Linked DNA regions of Mus musculus: region 1 is linked to region 2. A link is a contact called in public HiChIP or PLAC-seq data. All regions are on one chromosome and are shown on one strand. The core of a region is the stretch at or near the end of the contact, and the rest is flanking DNA. Distances in the headings are between cores, read along the strand shown. Region 1 holds the start of Krt19 (keratin 19). Region 2 overlaps Tns4 (tensin 4).

Evidence for each region. HiChIP or PLAC-seq counts read pairs in DNA pulled down with a chosen protein or histone mark.
Region 1: a contact with region 2 is called in a FOXA1 HiChIP or PLAC-seq map of pancreatic cancer cells. The contact joins the promoter of Krt19 here to the enhancer-like site in region 2. A contact is called at or near these places in 5 of 39 promoter capture datasets (the 3T3-L1 cell line, embryonic stem cells and hippocampal neurons) and 2 of 115 datasets of contacts at active chromatin or transcription factors (extraembryonic endoderm stem cells and pancreatic cancer cells).

What each region holds. Positions count from the first base shown.
Region 1 is chr11:100,144,346-100,147,964 of GRCm38.p6, forward strand. Krt19 (keratin 19) reads right to left here and starts at 1,581. Exons shown (of 6, transcript NM_008471.3): 1 at 1,086-1,581. The coding sequence starts at 1,514.
Region 2 is chr11:99,064,035-99,067,465 of GRCm38.p6, forward strand. It overlaps Tns4 (tensin 4), which reads right to left. Exons shown (of 13, transcript NM_172564.3): 13 at 1,644-3,431. Among named protein-coding and RNA genes, the nearest start is that of Tns4, 24 kb to the right of the region's middle. Within about 2 kb of position 2,142, at least 61 of the 459 cell types and tissues checked have an H3K27ac peak or open chromatin away from gene starts, as enhancers often do. A contact at or near this core is called in pancreatic cancer cells, where this site is marked.

The DNA.
Region 1 (3,619 bases), core at 331-2,830, 1.1 Mb after region 2:
CCATGCTAAGTTCACACAGCCCTGGAAAATGCTCTTGAGAACTGCATGTTGGGAGCACTAGCGGAGAGGACGCTATTAAACGCCTGCCTGGTCTCTGGTACATTTCTTCAGGACATAGCTCTTCCCTAGGAGTGAGGGCAATGCCCCACCCAACCAGCCTGTTGGATGTTGGAGCCCACAGAGACTTGCAGGTTGTCTTCCCTGGACCGGGGGACTCCAGGAGAGAGGTCCACAGAAGCAGAGGGTCAAGACTTCCACCTCCCTCTTACTTACTAAAATAATTGTTTTTATTTTTCTTTTGTTTCGTGTTAGAGTTGTTGTCTGTCTGTCTGTCTGTCTGTCTGTCTGTCTGTCTGTTCGGGCTGTTTGACGGCCGGGTGGGAGCCTAGAGACTCATGTAGCCCTGACTAGATTCAAGTTAACTGTAGCTGGGCATAGCTATGAACTCATCCACCTGCTCCTGGGATTACAGGCCTGAGCTACCACACCTCACTGGAAGTTTTTTTTTTTAAGATCTGGTTTTACTGTGCAGCCCCCAGGTTTTACATTCTTCTCGTAGCTCCGTGTGAGCCTAGGTGGTCCCCTGGGCTGGAGAGGAGGAGAGTGAGAGGACAGCTGCTGTAAAGAAAACCAGACAGGAACAACCCACACAACTGGAGAAAGCAATGCTCAAGAGTCCCAGAAGAGGGCCACAGGCTCAGGTGACCTCTGAGCCTACAGACTAATATCCGGCAGCTCCCCAGCCCTCCCCAACACCCCACCCCCAGCTGAGGCTGCGGCTCGGTATCTTCATCTCTGGGCAGCCCAAAGCTGTGTTAAATGCTCTCTTTGGATAGATATCCCTGACTATCCAAGCAGGTCCCCACCGCTTCCGAAAGCCCCACCCACTTAACCTGTCTCAGTTCCCTTCCACCCCGCCTCCACTCGAATCCCAGGGTCCAGCCCAGACTTTGTGCCCCACCCTGCGGGTTCCTGCCCGGCCCGTAGTAACGGGCTTGTCCACCCGCGGGCTGAGTTTCCACAACCTCCCCGCCCTGCCGCACCACCCCAACAGGTGCACCTCCCAGGGCCTGGCCGCTACCCACCTTGTCGCGCAAGTCCTCGATGGTCTTAAAGTAGTGGTTGTAATCTCGGGAGGGTCCGGGTCCCTGCTTCTGGTACCAGTCGCGGATCTTCACCTCCAGCTCGCCATTGGCCTGCTCTAGGGCGCGCACCTTGTCCAAGTAGGAGGCGAGACGATCATTGAGGTTTTGCATGGTGATCTTCTCATTGCCAGACAGCAGCCCATCAGACACAGCCAGGGTCCCACTAAAACTTCCACCGCGGACTCCGCCATAGCTCCCGGAGGACGAGGTCACGAAGCGGGTGGAGGACACGGACACGCCGCGGCCACCTGAGCCCCCGTGGATGCTGGGTGCGCGGAAAACACCCCCTGACCCAATGCGTACTGAACCCCCGCCCGTACCCCCAAAGGAAGACATAGCTGAGGTCTGGCGATAGCTATAGGAAGTCATGATGAGGAGGGAGACCAGAGCGAAGGAAAAAGGGACGCAGGTCTGAGAACTGCTGGCCGCAGGAGGAGTGACAAGGCCCTCACCTGTGGCTTTTTATGCCCGGGGCGGGAAGGGGGATGGAGATGTTGAAGGGGCGGGTATCAGAAATTTCCAAGCTCCCAGAGTGCAAATATGGGCTCTTTCCCCATTGGTCAATTCCTGGCGATTCTGCTCCTACCTCTCCCCTCCCAGGAGCCAGAGGTCTCAGTCCTTCCCAGAGCTGCCCCGCCCCAGCCCACTCCAAAGCTACTGCCAACATGTCACGTCCCTTTTCTGGCCCTTCAGCCCCTTACTACACAGGCTTAGACAACTCTAACTTCCGGAGTGACGATATCACTCTGGCCCTTTAAAACCTCCAGGAATTTGACACCCTTAGAAATCACACCCCTCTGAGCCCCAACTCAGTGACTTACTCTGAGAGTGCCCCCTCTGGAATAATGTTAATAAATCCCTCCCTCCTTGTGATAATAATTCGTGCAGTTAAGCTCCAGGCTTCCTGACTTTCTGAGACAAGGTTGCCCCACCCTGCTGCCACAATGTCCTAGGTGGCAATAGGTACAGCTGCAGGGAACACTAGGCCACCAAAGTGGCTTCTTTACACTCCTGCTAAATGCTCAATCTGAAGCATGGCTGACCCAGCTCAGAAACTCGACCCTCACCCCCACCAAGACACCTCCACCCTTCCCTGCCCAAGTCTCAAGACGCACTTAACAAGACCTCTAATTGAGTTTCTTTAATAAGCCGGAGATGAGGACTCTCAGCCTGGCTGAGGCAGATCACCTGCCCATAAGGCATTTGGCACCTTCCACCCAGAGACAGAAATGGCACAGAAGCTGTCCCCCTTGAGCAGTCCTGAGGAGGTATTAAAAGGCTGCAGGCTGAATCCAGGGGACCTCAGAACCCTCCTAGAGCAGAGGTGAAGGAGAGAGTGAGCTAAAGTCAGCAGCACAGAGTGGGACATCTTCATAATGGAAGGAGCCCTTCTCCACTCCCAGCCTGCAGTGCAACAATTCCAGATCTTTCTGGATCTTTCCCTTGGGCCGGACCCCCTGATACCCACTATAGGGGTACTTCGATAGCTTCACCCCGAAATTCCTGACCACCCCATCTCAACAGTCCTTAGTGGTGGCCCGCAGTACCTTCTTTTTTGTCAGAGCTGTCTCTGTCTGAGGACAGAAACCCTGTGTGTCCTGAGAGGGGGATTGGGAACAGGGAGATGGGCCAACCACTTCCTAGCTCAAAGGCCTCAGTTTCCCCCTGTGAAATGAAGAGTGTTCAAAGTCAGTCCTCTTGTCTTCACATTATCAGCAGGGTTTTCTATGACTATATAAAGAATTTGATCTTCTAAAACCCAGCACTGTCTTCTAGCCACCATCCTCTCTAGGAAGAAGGTAGCAACAGTACTTTTACATACATACACACACGCACACACATATACACATGCACACACACTTATACACAAATTGCACACACGTACACATACACACACATATACACATGCACACACTTATGCACACACCTACACATGTACACACTTACACATATACACACACATACAAACACACCTAGGCACACACTTACACACTTATATACATTTATATACACATGCACACACACTTGACTTGCACACACACATATACACACATGCACTTACACACACACACATATTTATATATACATGCACACACATTTGACTTGCACACATTTGCACATACACACACACACACCTTCCATGAGTGACTATAAATTAGGGAATCAGTGGTAGAAGGACTCTAGGGAGCCCCAAGCCAGTCAGGAAATAGGGTGTGGTTGAAGCTTCATAAAGGTTTTAGTGGCCAGAGTTAGCTAGCCACTGTGAGTCATTCCTTATCTGGCCTTAAGAGGAGGCCTGCTCCCTGGGGGAGGTGAAGGAAGAGATTGGCCAGATAGTTTGTTACTATGCTTTAAATCCAGGCCTGCCCCTGTTACTCAGGCCTGACTGGTGGGTCTTAGAAAGGAACTTTGGATCCAGAAACAGAGGCTAGGACGAATAACAGTGCTAGGGAAATAGCTGTGTTCTGTGTTCC
Region 2 (3,431 bases), core at 892-3,391:
TTTGGCTTGTGTGTATATGAATGTCCTGCATGTGTGTCTAGTTTCTTTGGAGGTCAGAAGATGGTGTCAGATGCCCTGGAACTGGCGTTGAACATGGTCTTAAGCTGCCACATGGATGTTGGGTATAAAACTTGGGTTTTCTGCAAGAGCAGCCAGTGCTTGTTGGGCAGTGGTAGTGGACGCCTTTAATCCCAGTACTCGGGAGGCAAAGGCAGGTGGATCTTTGATTTCGAGGCCAGCCTGGTTTCCAGGCCAGCCAGGGCTACACAGAAAAACCCTGTCTCGAAAACCAAAAATATAACACCACCCACTGCCAAAGGAATAGCTAATGTTAATTGCTGAGCCATTTTGTAAAAGAAAAACAAATAAATGAACAAACAAACAAACAAACAAACAAAGAACATTCTCTAGACATTCCTGACCAGGTACCGAAGGTCCTGATGGCCCTGGGCTTCTTTCATCTGCTCCTTGGTGAACTTTATATATAGCCACATTGAACACAATACATGTTTTCTCATGTAATCATGCTGAATGCAGCACGTTTTCTTATGTAGCCACATTGAATGTAACACATGTTTTCATACCCCTGCTTCATACACACACTTTTTTTTAAAATTATTCATTTTATATGTGTGAGTACACTGTAGCTGTCTTCAAACACATCAGAAGAGGAAGGACATCAAATCTCATTACAGATGGCTGTGAGCCACCATGTGATTGCTGGGAATTGAACTCATGACCTCTGGAAGAGCAGTCAACACTTAACCACTGAGCCATCTCTCCAGCCCACACACACTTTTTTTTTTTTTTTTTAACTTGTCTAAGAATGCTGGAGAGGTAGGGCTGGCATGGACCAGAAATGTAGTTTCCCCACCGCTTACTACGCCAGTGACACCCCCACCCCCACCCCACGCCTCAGTTTCCTAATCTGAAGAATGGGCTCAAATAAAAGAGTCACTCCTCATTGTAGTGAACACCTAGGAGCCCTTCTGGTAAAAAAAATGGCTCCTCACAGCTGGGAATGGTGGCAGAACACTGAGGCAGGGAGATTGCCTTGAGTTTCAGACTAACCTGCCTCCAAAACAAAAACTGAAACAACAGGGAGGTGGCTCAGTGGGTAGAGCCCTCACTGTGCACTATTAAAGATTCGAACTTGGATCCCCAGACCCATATAAAGCCAGTAGTAGTACACATCTGTAATCCCAAAATGCCGGTGGGGGGATGGAAAACATAGACAGGAGACTCTCTGGAAACTCATGGACAGCTTGCCTGGTGGACATACAGTGGACAACAGACCCTGTCTCAAACAGGGTAGAAGGTGCCCTCTGACCTCCACACTTAAACTGTAACATGCATGTACACACACACACACACACACACACACACACACACACACACACACAACTATAGGGGCTCAGTGGTTGACAGCACTAGCTGCTCTTCAAGATGAAATGGGTTCAATTCCCAGCACCACACAGTGGCTCACAACTGTCTGTGACTCCAGGGGCGCTCTAACGCCCTCTTCTGGCCTCTGTGGTCAATGCAAAATGCGCATGGTGTGTCCTGGTATGTTACTCTCTGCTCTGTTGGGTCCCCTTCTCTGCTCAGGACTCAGGAGACAGCTCTGAATGTCCAGAACCAGCTATGGTGCAAAAAACTTTATTTTCCATGAGGCACACAGGGAGTTGTGGAGGACTCTCCCATTCAGCCTAGAACTGGCACTACTAACTGGGAAAACTTTGCTAACACCCTGCAGACCCCGGCAGTGGCACAGAGCCTGATCCCACACTGGGAAGGCCGGTCTTGGCCTGTACCACTGACCTAGCATCCCCCCACCCCCACCCTTGGGTCTGATTTGCTTTTCTGACATTGAAATCATCATCCCTCAGGACTGACCTTGGCCAATGACAATGTTGCTCTGTAGGCTGATAGCGGGCAGGGACAAACACTTGCTTCACACTGAGTTACAGTGGGCTTCTTCTGTGAGCTTCCCCTTGCATGTCATGGAACGGTCTCCTAAGGAGGCAGGCGGACTGGACCAAGAGCAACAAATGCTGCAACAAATGGCTTATGCAAGGCTGGCAGGGTGTGGGAGGAAAAGGGCCCAGCTTCTTTAACCAGCTGGGAAAGCTGCCTGTCTGCATGCTTGACTCTCTGCTTCCCCCTTGTGGTTGTAAGGTTGGTGATGCCACATGGTTATGAGTGTGTGTGTGTGTGTGTGTGTGTGTGTGTGTGTGTGTGTTGGAGCTGGAGGAGGATCCAGCAAGACTGGAGCTGGGGCAGAGATATACTTGTCTCTGTACTATAGCAACAGGGTCTCTCTTCTCCTACCCACCAGATGTGGATTCCTTGAGCATTGCCAGACAGCTGTTGCTTACCAAGAAACTGAAAGCAAAGTTTGGGATGATGTTCATTTGTAATGGGTGGGCAAGGAGGGATTAGACATGAAGAATGTGAACATTGCTGAGTCTTTTTTTTTTTTTTCCAAGACAGGGTTTCTCTGTATAGCTCTGGCTGTCCTGGAACTCACTCTGTAGACCAGGCTGGCCTTGAACTCAGAAATCTGCCTGCCTCTGCCTGCCTCCCAAGTGCTGGGATTAAAGGCGTGCGCCACCTCTGCCTGGCCCTGCTGAGTCTTTTCTAATCGTGGGTACAAGGGTCTTCTACTGAAAAAAGCTAGCCTTTAGAATCCTGATTCAACATCACAGAATAATTGATGAGGTGAGACAAGAGTCCACGCTTGTAACAGCAGAGTCCAGGGATCTTTCTATCATGCTCTTGGGAAAAAGATTCCAAGACCTTGGCAAATTACACCTAAAAATCCAAGAAATCCAGGATGTTCCACCAGACAGGAGTCAAAAAACTGCAGCAGATAGATCTCAAGATCATGAACATCATGAATGAGAACATGAATGAGAACATCATGAATACTGCATTAGAGAAGGCCTCACCGACAGAACCTTCATTGCAAAGCAGAAGATGCAGGGATGTGAAAACTCACCCCTTTTCTGCTCCCAGACTTGACTCTGACAACCTTGGGGCAGGCTGAATTTGATGCCCCTTTCCCCAAAGCCAGCTGAAGTGGGTTGCATTATAAGGTGTATGCTCTGAGGCAGCCTGGTCTGCTCTGGCTGAGGCCCTTGACCTGGTCCCCTCTCCATCATAGACTGAACCTTGTAGGCTCTTGCCCATTCAGTACCCTCTTCCCACAGCAGGTCTTTGTGGAGCGATGCCCCCAGCTCCGTGTTGGAGTGTGGTCTCTTCAGGTAAAGGCTTTGAAGACCATTGGCTGAGATTTATGAAAACCTTAATCCCACTCCCATTGTGTGTGTGTGTGTGTGTGTGTGTGTGTGTGTGTGTGCGTGTGCACACACGCGCACGTGCATGCCTTTCTGTCTCTTTCTCTCAACAGGGTCTCATGTAGCTTAGAC